2 separate regions of the Mus musculus genome follow, and region 1 is linked to region 2. A link is a contact called in public promoter capture Hi-C data. All regions are on one chromosome and are shown on one strand. The core of a region is the stretch at or near the end of the contact, and the rest is flanking DNA. Distances in the headings are between cores, read along the strand shown. Region 1 holds the start of Oas1f (2'-5' oligoadenylate synthetase 1F). Region 2 holds the start of Oas3 (2'-5' oligoadenylate synthetase 3).

Region 1 (5,699 bases), core at 3,030-5,529, 70 kb after region 2:
TGTCCCCTTGCACACAGCTTTGGTCCCTCCATCTATTTGGAGAATATTCTCACGAAGACGTGGTCTTTTGCTAAAGGTCTCCACACTCCTGTGGGGGCTAGCTGCTTGCTTTGTTCTACAGCCATTTAGCACCATTCAGAGATTTCACAGTGTGTATGCATATTGCTGTTAAGTGTCTAGACAAGTATAAAGCCACTTTTCTTTAGTAACAATACAAGACTAAAAGGAAGAATAGCAGAAACAGTTTGTGATGATTCATGTGGAAGGAGGCTTGGGTCTGGGAGACAGAGCCTGCTTCTGCATCTCAGGTGTGGCTGAATTCCTTCCAGGGAATGGGGGATGTGGGCAATTTGTATCCCTTCTCCTAAGGTCCCAAGGATTAACAGAAAAGCAGTCCTACCACAGGTCACTCTGGGAAACAATGAAGATCAGTGGACTTCCCTACTGAGCCCAGAGAAAGGGTTGCTTACCTTAAAAATCACACAGAAAAGGATTCATCTGCAGGGACAAGGCCTTCTGTGAGCTGCACAAGCTCTCCCCTCCCCTCAGTCTCCCCAGCAATACAACCCAGGCCAGAAGCAGTTAGGGCAGAAGTGCACACAGCAAGCACTAGGGAACAGCTGGGTGTTCGTGTGAGGGTCCATGAGGTGTGTAACCTCAACAAGCCCAGATGGGGTGATCTGCTACACACAGGTACAGCTCAACTCCCCAAGTTGGTGGTTGAGTAGCTAGGAGAATCCTTATGCACAGTAAGGGGTTATGATGGATCCTGCAGGGCTACCTAAAGCCCTGACACACACAGCTCTCTAGAATACTCTGACAGGACTTCAAGACTGACCGGTGGCCTCTGGCCACTGTTGCTCTGAAAGAGGAAGGTCAGCGAGGGTTACTGACAGAGCCCATGCTGAGGTTCAGGGCCACCTCTCCCCTCTGAAAGGGATCCTGGGACACTGGGGCACACACCCTAGCTCTACCCCTCCTTCCTCCCCAGTAGCTGACACCCAGGGGAGCTGCACAGAGCTCCAAAAGAACTTTTGACCAGTATCCTTTTCAAGCATAAGAACTGAATCCTGCTGATCAAACACCGGTACCTCTGAATGAGGCTGCTAGAGTGGGTCCTGCCTGCAGCCTAAGACTAGTTGGTTTGTCTTTCTTAGTAGCCATTTTCTTCTCTTTCTGGGAAGCACCTGCCTTGTGTTTTGTCTGTGGTTTTCTCTTGGGAGCTGTCTTCTTATTGATTCCTTGTTGCTCTTTACATACTGTGGATGTTGATCTTTATTTACTCTCAATAATGTAAATGTGTTCTCTTTGTCTTTGGATTGAGCTTCTGCTGTCTTTAAGTGCTCTCGGTCACCAGAAATAGATAAATTGCAACATTAGCGGGTATATTAATTTCTTTACCTTATGGGGATCACTTGTCTGCCAGCCTTCGAGATTGCAGGGTCCCTGACAAATGGCACCTAATGGCTTGGTCCTCAAGGAAGGTAAGAAAAGTTATTTCTAAAATAGAAATTAGGGGCAGGAAACTTGGGTCTCTCACTGCTAAGTGTTCACAAGCTTAAGTGATCAAATGGAATTAATGTGGGTTTTCATAGAGCTCATGAAAAAGAAAGATGAAATAAGATAAAATCCCTGTCAGGTAATTTAAAAAATATCACACACACACACACACACACACACACACACACAGAGAGAGAGAGAGAGAGAGAGAGAGAGAGAGAGAGAGAGAGAGAGTAAGCATTTTCTGTCAGGCAGGCCCGGGCATGGGCAGGGCAGGCCCAATACACCCACAGGTTTGGCTTCCAGCCATCCACTTTGCTTCCACTCTCTTAAGCAAGCTCACTGAACCCCAAGCCCTCAGGCCCTGGGCCCTTTTCCCAGCAGGCAGGCTCCATTACTTCAGCGTGAGCCAGCTCAGCCCAGGCCTTAGGGTTTCCTTGTTGCTTGATTTTGGTTTAAACGTGGTTCATTTTTCTCTCAGAGTGGGAATAACTCAATATCAAAGGTCCCTTTATAGGGAAAACTAAGCCAGGCACAGCTTCTGGAAGGGTTACTATCAGGACATACAGTGCATGAGCCAAGGCTGTTTATAGCCCCTGAGGTGTTGGTCATTCCATATATGGAGGGATTTCTCTTCTCTTGCTCGTCTGATCAATACATGAACGAAGCTTAACTTTCATGGTAGGTGAAGTGGAAGAGCAAACCTTAGTATTTTGGGTCGTGCCATTGCTAACCTCCTATCTGCTTAGCATTATAAGTTGCTTTCTGGAAACTCTTGTGGAATTCTATGGGAAAGGCAGCTGCTGAACAGAGCGGGCTGCTACTGCGTTCATTCAGTAAAGCTGCTGCCAAAGAGTAGTCTTAGACCTGAGAGTCGAGGAGAAAGACCACTCCCACAATTTCTGAGCAAAAATTTAACACAAGCTTGAATTAAATTGGGGCCAAGATGATGGAATCGGGCCAGGACCATTCCAGGGCTCACAGGAATGGCCAGGAGCCACATTTTGCAGAGGCTTATTAAAGACAACCCCACCAGGCTAAGTGTTTCCTACTAGGTCCAATCAGGGACAGGCTTACCTCCTAAGATACCTCCTGCCTGCTAACCTCCCCCCCCCCACCCGTGATCAAACACATCCTGTGCAGTTGAGTCCCACAAGCTTGTTTAGGGGAGCAAAAGCAGGTGGTTTGTCATCGTATAAACATGGCAGCCCCCAGCATCTCAGGAAGTTTCTGCCCTTGGGCAAGGAGCTTACGGGTTAGAGGCAGTTTTGTTTTATGGATCGCTTAGGCACAATTATTTAAACTTCAACACAGCTAGCTCTCACAATAGCTCATAGAAATAACCCCTTGCTGATGAAGAGCTTACAGAATTTATTGTTCCATTAAGTAAATAAAATGAAGGTTGAATATTTGTCCACCTGGATAATAATTGACAGATCACAGTAGCAAGTTACTTGGGATCTATAATAATTATTACCCCAGAGGTCTTAAGATTAAAAAAATGAAACTCCATGGGCATTCCCTAAAGTTCCATGTAGAAATCCTATAGACATTGATTGCAATGCTCTTCTAGATGGCTCCTAAAGAAAAGGAGCATATAATTTATGGTCAAGTTCCATAGGGTCCACAAATGTATTTGTACCCACTCCAGCTTACAAAGCTTAAAAGTTTAAACTACCTATAGTCAATCAGCTTTTATCAGATCTTTCTCAAGCACTGAATGTTTTTACTGACCTCGTGTACAAATTAGCACATAAATGATAGAGAGATCTCTCTGTTCTATATAACCCTTTATTTTTTTTAAAAAAAGAGATTTATTTATTTATCTTATATGAGTATTGTAGCTGACAGACACACCAGAAGGGGGCATCGGATCCCATTACAGATGGTTGTGAGCCACCATGTGGTTGCAGGGAATTCCTGGAAGATCAGCCAGTGCTCCTACTCACTGAGCCATCTCTCCAGCCCTCTAAACTTTTTATCACAAGATGTGGGAACTTTTTGAGAATGTTTAAAAAAAAATCTGTGAGGAAATTTAGCATAAAATTTGTAACAAAAGGCTGTTTGTTAAACTTATATATATTTTAATTTCCACCTATACACTACATATATGATTTGACTCTTATTTAGAAAAGTAAGTCTACTACATCATGCTATATTGGAAAAGTATCTTTTATTCTCCCGCTGTAATTGCTGTCTTGAAGGTTTCATGCCCATGTTTGCTAATCTAGGCCCAGTCCTGGAAGCTTCTAGCCTCCATTCAATCTTATCTGGTGTTTTTTCAATGTCTGAGACGTGCTGCTGAGTAAGCTCTTCCTTTCCAGCTCTTTCTGAACTCTGGAGGGCTGATCGACATCAATCAATAAGTATGGACCAGTCACCAACCTACACAGCTGTGCTGAAACGGTGTCAGGAATCTTCTGGATTTCTCTCACTTGTTCTTCTTGTTTTATCGATGTGTGGGTGTGGGTGTGTGTATGTGTTTGTGTGTGTGTATGTGTCTTATGCTGTAAAAAGTCTAGGAGACTATAAGACCATTTTTCCAAGACTAAGAAGGTAAGAACAACAGAAACTATGTTTATGGTACCTCCTGCCTCCTGCCTGCTGTGATGAGAATCTAAAGAAATACCAGCAGGTAAACAAACTCCAGAGTGTCAGGGAGCCTGGGAGCCAGAGATGGCAGATGCAGAGGTCTGATATGTACAGCCCCGCCTTGCCTAGGAACGAAAAACCTGCTATGGAAATGATGGACAACTGGCTTCCAGAGGCAGTGCTACAGTCAGCAAACACTTCCTGGCCATAAAATGGTGAAGGATCTTAGCAGCACCCCAGCCTGTGAGCTGGACAAGTTCATACGTGATCATCTCCTTCCCGATTCCAGCTTCCATGCTGAGGCCAGAGCAGACGTGGACTTCATAGGTGCTTTCCTGAAGGAGAGATGCTTCCAAGGTGCCACCCACCCTGTGAGGGTCTCCAGGGTTGTGATGGTGAGTCCCATTAGCCCAAGCTCACCAGGATGGGGTGGGGAGAGGACGCTCAGATGCCAGCCTGCAGTCCTTAGTGGGGGTGTTAGTTACCTGCCTGCTCTGTGCCCAGTGTCCTCATGTAGACCCCAGCTATGGCACAGGGCAGAGGACAAAACAGGGACCCCACTGCTGGATGACTGGACTGATGGAAGCTCATTGCCCATGGGACTGTATGACAGCAGTCCCTGCCTCAGTCACTGTGAAGGCTGCAGAAATGTCGTGTTGTAATGTCCACTCATCTATGTATGTCAGGGGTGCAAGTGTGTTTGTTAGTGATTGTGCTCAGTGTTTTATTTAGGGAGGATCTCTGCAGTATCATTTATTCTTGTTTTCTCAAAATGTTCCTTTTTGTAAATTCACTTTCCTTAGTTTCAACATTCGCTCTGTGACCTTTGAGTTTTGGTACATACTTTGTTTATCTAAGCATGATATATATGTGTCAGGATTCTCTATCCATCTCTCACGCTCAGTGGTGGACTCCTACATACTGTTCAGCATCTGGACTGCCTGGCACGACTCTCCCTGTCCCTCGTCATCCTCATCCTTGTCTTTTAGGGCGGCTCCTACGACGAACACACTGCACTCAAGAGCAAGTCAGAGGCTAAAATGGTGGTGTTCCTTAACAATCTCACCAGCTTCGAGGAGCAGTTAAAGCGACGGGGAGAGTTCATTGAGGAAATTCGGAAACACCTGTGTCAGCTGCAGGATGAGAAACCATTTAAAGTGAAGTTTGAGGTGCAGAGCTCAGAGGAGCCCAACTCCAGGTCTCTGAGCTTCAAGCTGAGCTCCCCTGAGCTCCAGCAGGAGGTGGAATTTGATGTGCAGCCAGCCTATGATGTCCTGTGTAAGTCAACCAGCAGCAGAGCCTCAGTCTGCCCTCCCCTCATGCATGAATCCTCTCTTCTATTTCTGTGTGTGTGTGTGTGTGTGTTGGGGTAGCATGTTCTCATGTATGCAGATGTCTGTTCACATGTTTGCCTGTGTGGGTAATGGTCAGACGCCAGCCTTGGAGGTTGGTTACTTAAGAGCCTATTTTGGTTGAGAGGTTGACCTGGAGTTTGCTGCCCCACCTTCATGGCTCCTGCAGTAAGGAGCTGGGGTCAGGTGGGGTGTGTGTTCTGATAGAGCTGAACCCACAATCTCTGGCACCTGGAGCCTCAGTATATTTATTAG
Region 2 (6,305 bases), core at 3,307-5,806:
TGGACACTGAACTCAGCCCCTGTCTGGAGCTGGGGGTGCAGGGTAGGGGCTGAGGGGAAGACTAGGATTTCAAGGTGACTAAACAGAGAGGAGCTTCCAGCTAAGGCATGGGTGTCAGGGGCCTGGCTGCTGTGGTCAGGAACTGGTCACAGCGGGGTACAGGCACTGACCCTGTACCTTTGTCCTCATTATCAGGTGGGGACAGAAGTGTATTTCAGGATAAGTATAGCATATTATAGGTGGAGCATCTTAGAAAATTCAATTTTTTTTTTTTTTTTTTTTTGGGTTTTTCGAGACAGGGTTTCTCTGTGTAGCCCTGGCTGTCCTGGAACTCACTCTGTAGATACCAGGCTGGCCTCGAATTCAGAAATCTGCCTGCCTCTGCCTCCCAAGTGCTGGGATCAAAGGCGTGCACCACCACTGCCTGGCAGAATTCAAAATTCTTAACAAAGTCTCCAAAAGAGCACTTTTCATCAGCCTCGGTCATCACAAAAAGAACTTTGCCTTTAGGGTGGAGGGAGGCAAACCAAAATAGCGTAGTGAGGACCAGGCACCTGCCCCAAGACTGCAGAGACAGGGGAACTAGGTATTTCTGGCTCCTGGGTATCTTAAGATCGATATATTTAGGCAAGAAGCCAAGATCCAGAGAGGGCTAGGGGCTCTCCTCGGTCACACAGCAAGTGGGTAGAAGGTCAAAAGGCAATGGCCAATCTTTCTCCTAATGATGATGCCCCCGTCTCTGGACCAGGCCAGGGACCTCTCACCTAGGACATCAAAGGCAGGCACCAGGCTAACATCTATCCAGTGTTCTCCGTCTGCCGATGCCAGACGAAACTGTAAGATCCTGGACGCCTTTGACTGAGAAAACTCAAAAGTCAGGCCAGGCCCGGGGTGGCCCCCCCAGGACTCCAGCAACATTCGCATGGCACCCAGGGTCTCTGAGTGACAGGTCTTCTGGTCACCAAAGCTCTGGAAGCAGTCGAGGAAGATGACGAGTTCGACATCGGTGCCACCTCTGAGAGCTGTGCCCCGGGCATAGGCTCCTCCCTGTGAAGAAGAGAGACAGCTGGGGACTACATGCACACTCTGGTACTGTTCCCCATAGGGGCTCCTGAGGGACCAGATGGGCCGTGAGGGCTGGGGAGGGGCCGCCACGTAGCTATTGGCATCTGTCACCAGGTAGAACCAGCGTCCTGCTCACAGCAGCCGGGCTTGAGCTTGGAGAAAGACTTTAATCTGTAAATGAACACCTGTTGTTGATGCTGGACTCCAATCCTGCCAACCCTTTCCTATTTTTAAAGTATCGTATTTATTTTTATTTCATGTGTATGGGTGCTCTGCCTGCACATATGTATGCATAGTGTGTGTGTGCCTGCAGAACCCAGAAGACAGGTCCTGGGTTTCCCTGGAACTGACATTATACACCGTTGTGAGCCGCCATGCTGGTACTGGGAAAGGAACCCAGGTCCTCCACGAAAGCAGCCAGAGGTCTGAACCCCTGAGACATCTCTCTAGCCCCCTTTTCGGTTTGCACATGTGTGCATGTTTGCACATGTGGGCACATGTAAGCATGGGGTACGTGTGTATGAGTGCTTCTGTGTGTGTACACGTGTATGTGTTTGTATCAGGTGCGTACCAGTGCTTGTGGGTATGTGTGTGGATATGCATGTCCATGTGTGTGTATGTGTATGTGCATGCGTGTGTATATGTGGGTGTATATATGTGTGGGTGTTTATGTGTGTGCATGTGTGTGTGCTTTTGTGTGTGAGTGTGTGGTGTGTTTGTGCATGTGTGGTGTGCGTCTGTGTGTGAGTCTGTGAGTGTGTGTGTGTGTGTGTGTGTGTGTGTGTGTGTGTGAGTGCATGTGGACACCCAAGGCTGATATTAGTAATCATCTCTCTCACTGCGGCAGGATCCCTGGATCAAACCCAGAGCTCTCCGAGGCCTGAATCACAGGCTACCACACCCACCTGGCATCTATGTGGGTTCTGGATATTTGACCTCCAGGCCTCATGCTTGTGTGGCCTTAGCCACTGAGCGGTCCCTTCAGCCTCCGTTCTCAGCTCTTTCGAGCCAAGTGTGGCCGGGAAGTTCACTTTTTTTTTTGGCACCGAGGACAGTGACAGGCCTAGTGTCCAGACCCTTTGGACGATGTTTGGGTCTCAAAGCTTCCAGCCTGAGGACTCTGGAAGGTGACTTCCAAGACCCATGCTCTGTACTCTGTATCAGCCATCTGTTATCTGCTCTGAGCACACAGGCCGCCCTGGTGTGGCCAAATATAGCGGCAGATACTCGCATGTGAGCCCAGTTGTAGGACTGGAAGAGTCAGATGAGGCACAGGCGCCACACAGTCTGGGGCTCCCGTTACCCCAGTGATGACGCCAGGCCCCTCAAGGCTGATCCTCTGGTTGTGTGTGGAGAGACAGTAGAGGAAATAACCACTAGGCAGCTTCCAGTATCACCCATGAGCACCTCCCTAAGGATGATGGGAGGAAGGTACTTCCTCATCTTGCAAAGGAAACACAGAACACCTGGGAGGGGTTGCTTCCGTCTCTCTTTCCTGAAGCCGAAAAAGAAGAGGAGTGTAGAGGTTTTGCTCTTGCAGGCCGCCTCAGTGCTGAGTGTGGGCCCCCAAGACCTGGAGTCTGCGCCCAAATTATTTCTGATTGGCGAATAAAGATCCTGGCAGCCAATAGCTGGGCAGAAGAGACATGGGTGGTTTAGGTTTCCTGGGCTTGTGGTCTGAGGAGAACCACAAGGAAAAGAAGGCGGTGGAGGGGGAGAAGCTGCTGTGGGTTAGGTGAGTCATAGAAACGTGGTCCCGAGGGCTGGCCAATCAGAGTTAAGAGCAGCCCAGATGAAACATAGTAAGTGATAACTTAGGGTTATTGATGGGAAAGTAGATTCTAATAGCATAGAAGGTAGGTATCTGCCCAGCTCTTGTGCTGTTTAAGGCTTACTGTAAATATAAAGGCTGTGTGTGTCTTTTATCTGGGGGCTGAATGATCAAAGGCAGGGTAGAAACTCTACGCTGGGATTAAAAATCTCTACGACAGAGGAGAGGGGGTTCCCAGCTGACATCTCAGGGGCACAATGAGGGTCTTCCCCGCCATCCTGTATTTAGCTCAGTTATGGTTTTCAAACCCATCCCATGAGGAGTTTAAAGAGGTCTTGCTCCATGAACCCTGTTCCTTCCACCCCCACCCCTACCCGATCCTCTTTGGGCGGTTGAAAGGAGACTTTGTAGCCTCTGGTGGACCACACCTGTAACCCCCAGTACACAAGGGCCAAGTTAGGTCTGAAATAATGGCCTGGTGATGTTTATATTACTCACTGCTCATATATTACTCACTGCTCATCAACCCTCACCCGAGGACCTCTCCACTCTCTAATGCAACTGTGCCCTAAACTGTTCCTGGCCTGAGGTATATCGCTTGGGAGACTGGGAGGAGGGGAGAGCCTGTGCAGCTTACAGAAGGCCTGGTCTCTGCTGGTGAAGACTTTCCAGTGGGGCCCACTTCCCTAGGCTCAGTAAGGAAGACCAATAGATTCATTGTTTCCCAGAGTGACCTGTGGCGGATTGTTTCCTGTTAACCCCTGGGGCTTTAGGAGGAGGGATACACATCCCCCATTCCCTAGAAGGAATTCAGCCACACCTGAGATGCAGAAGCAGGCTCTGTCTCCCAGACCCAAGCCTCCTTCCACATCTCCAGCTCAGATGCAGCCTCAGGAACTGTCAGGTGACCCGAGACCTGCCCAGGACAATCTCTAGTCTCACTGTGCCCCTCCTAGGTCCCTATGATGCCCCTGCATCAGCAGGTTTACCAGGCTTAAGGCGGCTCAGAGTTTATCTCCCCCTAGTTCTCTGAGAAGCCAAAGGTTCTTGGGCGGCCTGGCAGGATGCCCAGGTGACACAGTGTGGCTTAGAGTAGCAGCTCAGCTCCACTCAGCCTCAGTTTCCCCACTCCTAAAGCTGGCAGTAATCCCTACCTCAGGTGCCATGTTGGTGAGGGAGTCTGTGTGCTTTAGCCGGGTCATGTTCTTTTTCTCAAAGACTGGGTCCCAATGGGTGTGAGTGCGTGATCCCCCTGCCTCAGATCAGCGAGGCTCAGGCAGTGTGAAGTTAGAGTCTGAGTGATTGAGTGAATGAGTGAATGAGACAGCCTTTAGGAGAGCATAGGAAGCCATCAGGTGACCCAGTGTGGCCCTGGCTGGGCCTTTACCCTGGAAGTGTAACTTGGGTTTTGATGCCTCAGTTTCCCCACAGACTGGCTGGTTATAGCAACACCTGAGCCATCCCTCAAGAAGACCCTGAAGGTGTTTGCCCTGGGGTGCCCCACCCTCTCACCTTGGCAATCCTTATCACTCTTGGTCTCTGTGACCCTCGGGCTCTGTGCTGCTGTAGGGTGATGTTTAGCGACCCCAGAGCACCCCGTACGGCTGCTGTGAACTCAGGGGCTGGGTGCAGGTTGTGGGCCACCAGCTTATCCAGAGCTCCGGCTGGCGTGTGGAACAGGTCCATGTTGACCGGTACTCTCAGTAGAGTTTCGTTTCTCTCCAGGGCTTCTTGGGGGTGTTCCTGAGGTGACAGTGGGTGTGTTCCCTGAGTCACCTCCCTTCACTTTCGTTTTCTCCTCCCTGCTGAGTTCCTCTCTTCCCTGACTCAGGCTCAGGGTGTTTGTTGAGATTATCTGTTTATGGTTCTGCTGTCTCCTGGTGTGACTTCTGACCCTCTGGGCAGCCTGGGAACATTGGGGACCAGGCTCACAGGTCCCCTAGGTCCCCTGAGGCTTCCTGACCTCCTATTTGGGGACCCAAGATAGGCTGCCACAGAGCACCTCAGAGCCAGGCCTGAGGAAGCAGAGCCCCCCACAGTCCTCCCCACCCAAGTTCTCATCTATTGTTTTGCTGTGCTGCCCTGTGTTAACCTCTCTGGGCCTCAGTTTTTTCCATCTGTAAAAATGGGGTTATATTAATGAGCCTCCATTAAATGCCTGGTAGTGGTCTTAACATAAGTATGCAGGGTGGCAGATGGACAGAGAGGTTGAGTAAGTCATCTAGCATCACACAGCATGACTGTCAGAGTTAGAATCTGAACCCAGGTCTTCCAGTCCCAGGCATCCTGACTTTTTGCTCCTTGCTCTGCTGAGGCACAACGATGCTCCAAGAGGAGACATCAGATTGATGAGTGTGAGGCCCTTGGCTGGGGCTGCACAAAGGACTAAGGTAAGAAATGAGGGCTTCTGTGCTTAGCGCCCTGTTTGTGGGAGGAGATGCTGAAGACAGAAGCAAGGGCAAGTTCAGATTGGAGGCCAAGTGATGGTTCTGCTGCACGCCTGCGTGTTTGTGTGTGTGCATGTGTCTGTGTGTGTGTGTAGGGCATGTGTGTCGGAACATGTGTGTCTGTACTTGTGTGCGCGTGCATGTGCATATGTGTTCACACATGTGTATGTGTGCATGTGAGTGTCTGTCTGTGTATGTATTCATACGTCTGTACATGTGCACATGTGTGCGTGTACATGCGTGTCTGCATCTCTGTGTATGTGTGTGTGCGTGTGTGTCTGCCAGCCAAAACTGCACAAGTGTGGAACAGAGAGTCCGGTTTGTGTGTGTTGAGAACCTAGTGTCTTCAAGTGCTAATCACAGCTGACAGTGTGTGTGTGTGTGTGTGTGTGTGTGTGTGTGAGAGAGAGAGAGAGAGAGAGAGAGAGAGAACTGATATGAATAGGCTATAGTCTGGGGGGCACGATTTGAACACTCCAGGACAGAATATCTTTTTAGATGACAGTGTAATGATGTGGCCATCTAAACCCATCACCTGCCTCAGTCATCACACAGCTTGGCTCTGTTCACTGGAAGAGGCCATGGCCCTGGGGATTGAAAGGATCCAAAGGCATCCTTAGTCTCCTGTGGTCACTTTAGCTGGGGAATAAAGTAAGGGGGTTTCGAGCTATGCCAAACAGCTAGGCAGTCAAAGATAAGTGGGGAAGGCACATGTCATAGCCACATCCTGTGCCTGGGAGCCCTGGGAATCTGTTCTGTTTTAGAGCAGCGAGTGCAGACTGACACACCCTGCCCACCCACCTCCTAGCACCTTTGTTTCCTGTAAGATCTGCTGGGTCCAGGGTTACTGATCTACACATGTCTAGAAGGGACCAAGGAGCTGGGATGTTCCCTGGCCTTTCTTCAAGAGGAGAAAGGACTCTCAGGACCTCAAGGTGCAATCTTATTAGGAGATGAGGCTGTGCTCAAGGACAGTCATTAGGATAGGTCCTGGCCTGAGGCAGCTGGGCTTCTCCTGTGAC

Evidence for each region. Promoter capture Hi-C pulls out the DNA fragments that hold promoters and counts their contacts.
Region 1: a promoter capture Hi-C map of the SN4741 cell line shows a contact between it and region 2, with 4 times the contacts expected there. The contact joins the promoter of Oas1f here to the promoter of Oas3 in region 2. A contact is called at or near these places in 14 of 39 promoter capture datasets (the 3T3-L1 cell line, the HPC-7 cell line, the SN4741 cell line and 10 more), 1 of 15 datasets of contacts at CTCF or cohesin (CD8 T cells), 9 of 484 Hi-C or Micro-C datasets (the C10 cell line, the Patski cell line, brain and 6 more), 2 of 115 datasets of contacts at active chromatin or transcription factors (embryonic stem cells and pancreatic cancer cells) and 3 of 9 other capture datasets (adipose tissue, liver and pancreatic islet).

The regions. Positions count from the first base shown.
Region 1 is chr5:120,843,088-120,848,786 of GRCm38.p6, forward strand. It overlaps Oas1f (2'-5' oligoadenylate synthetase 1F), which reads left to right and starts at 4,280. Exons shown (of 6, transcript NM_145153.3): 1 at 4,280-4,487; 2 at 5,082-5,370. The coding sequence starts at 4,305.
Region 2 is chr5:120,773,103-120,779,407 of GRCm38.p6, forward strand. It overlaps Oas3 (2'-5' oligoadenylate synthetase 3), which reads right to left and starts at 4,557. Exons shown (of 16, transcript NM_145226.2): 1 at 4,349-4,557; 2 at 765-1,047. The coding sequence starts at 4,522.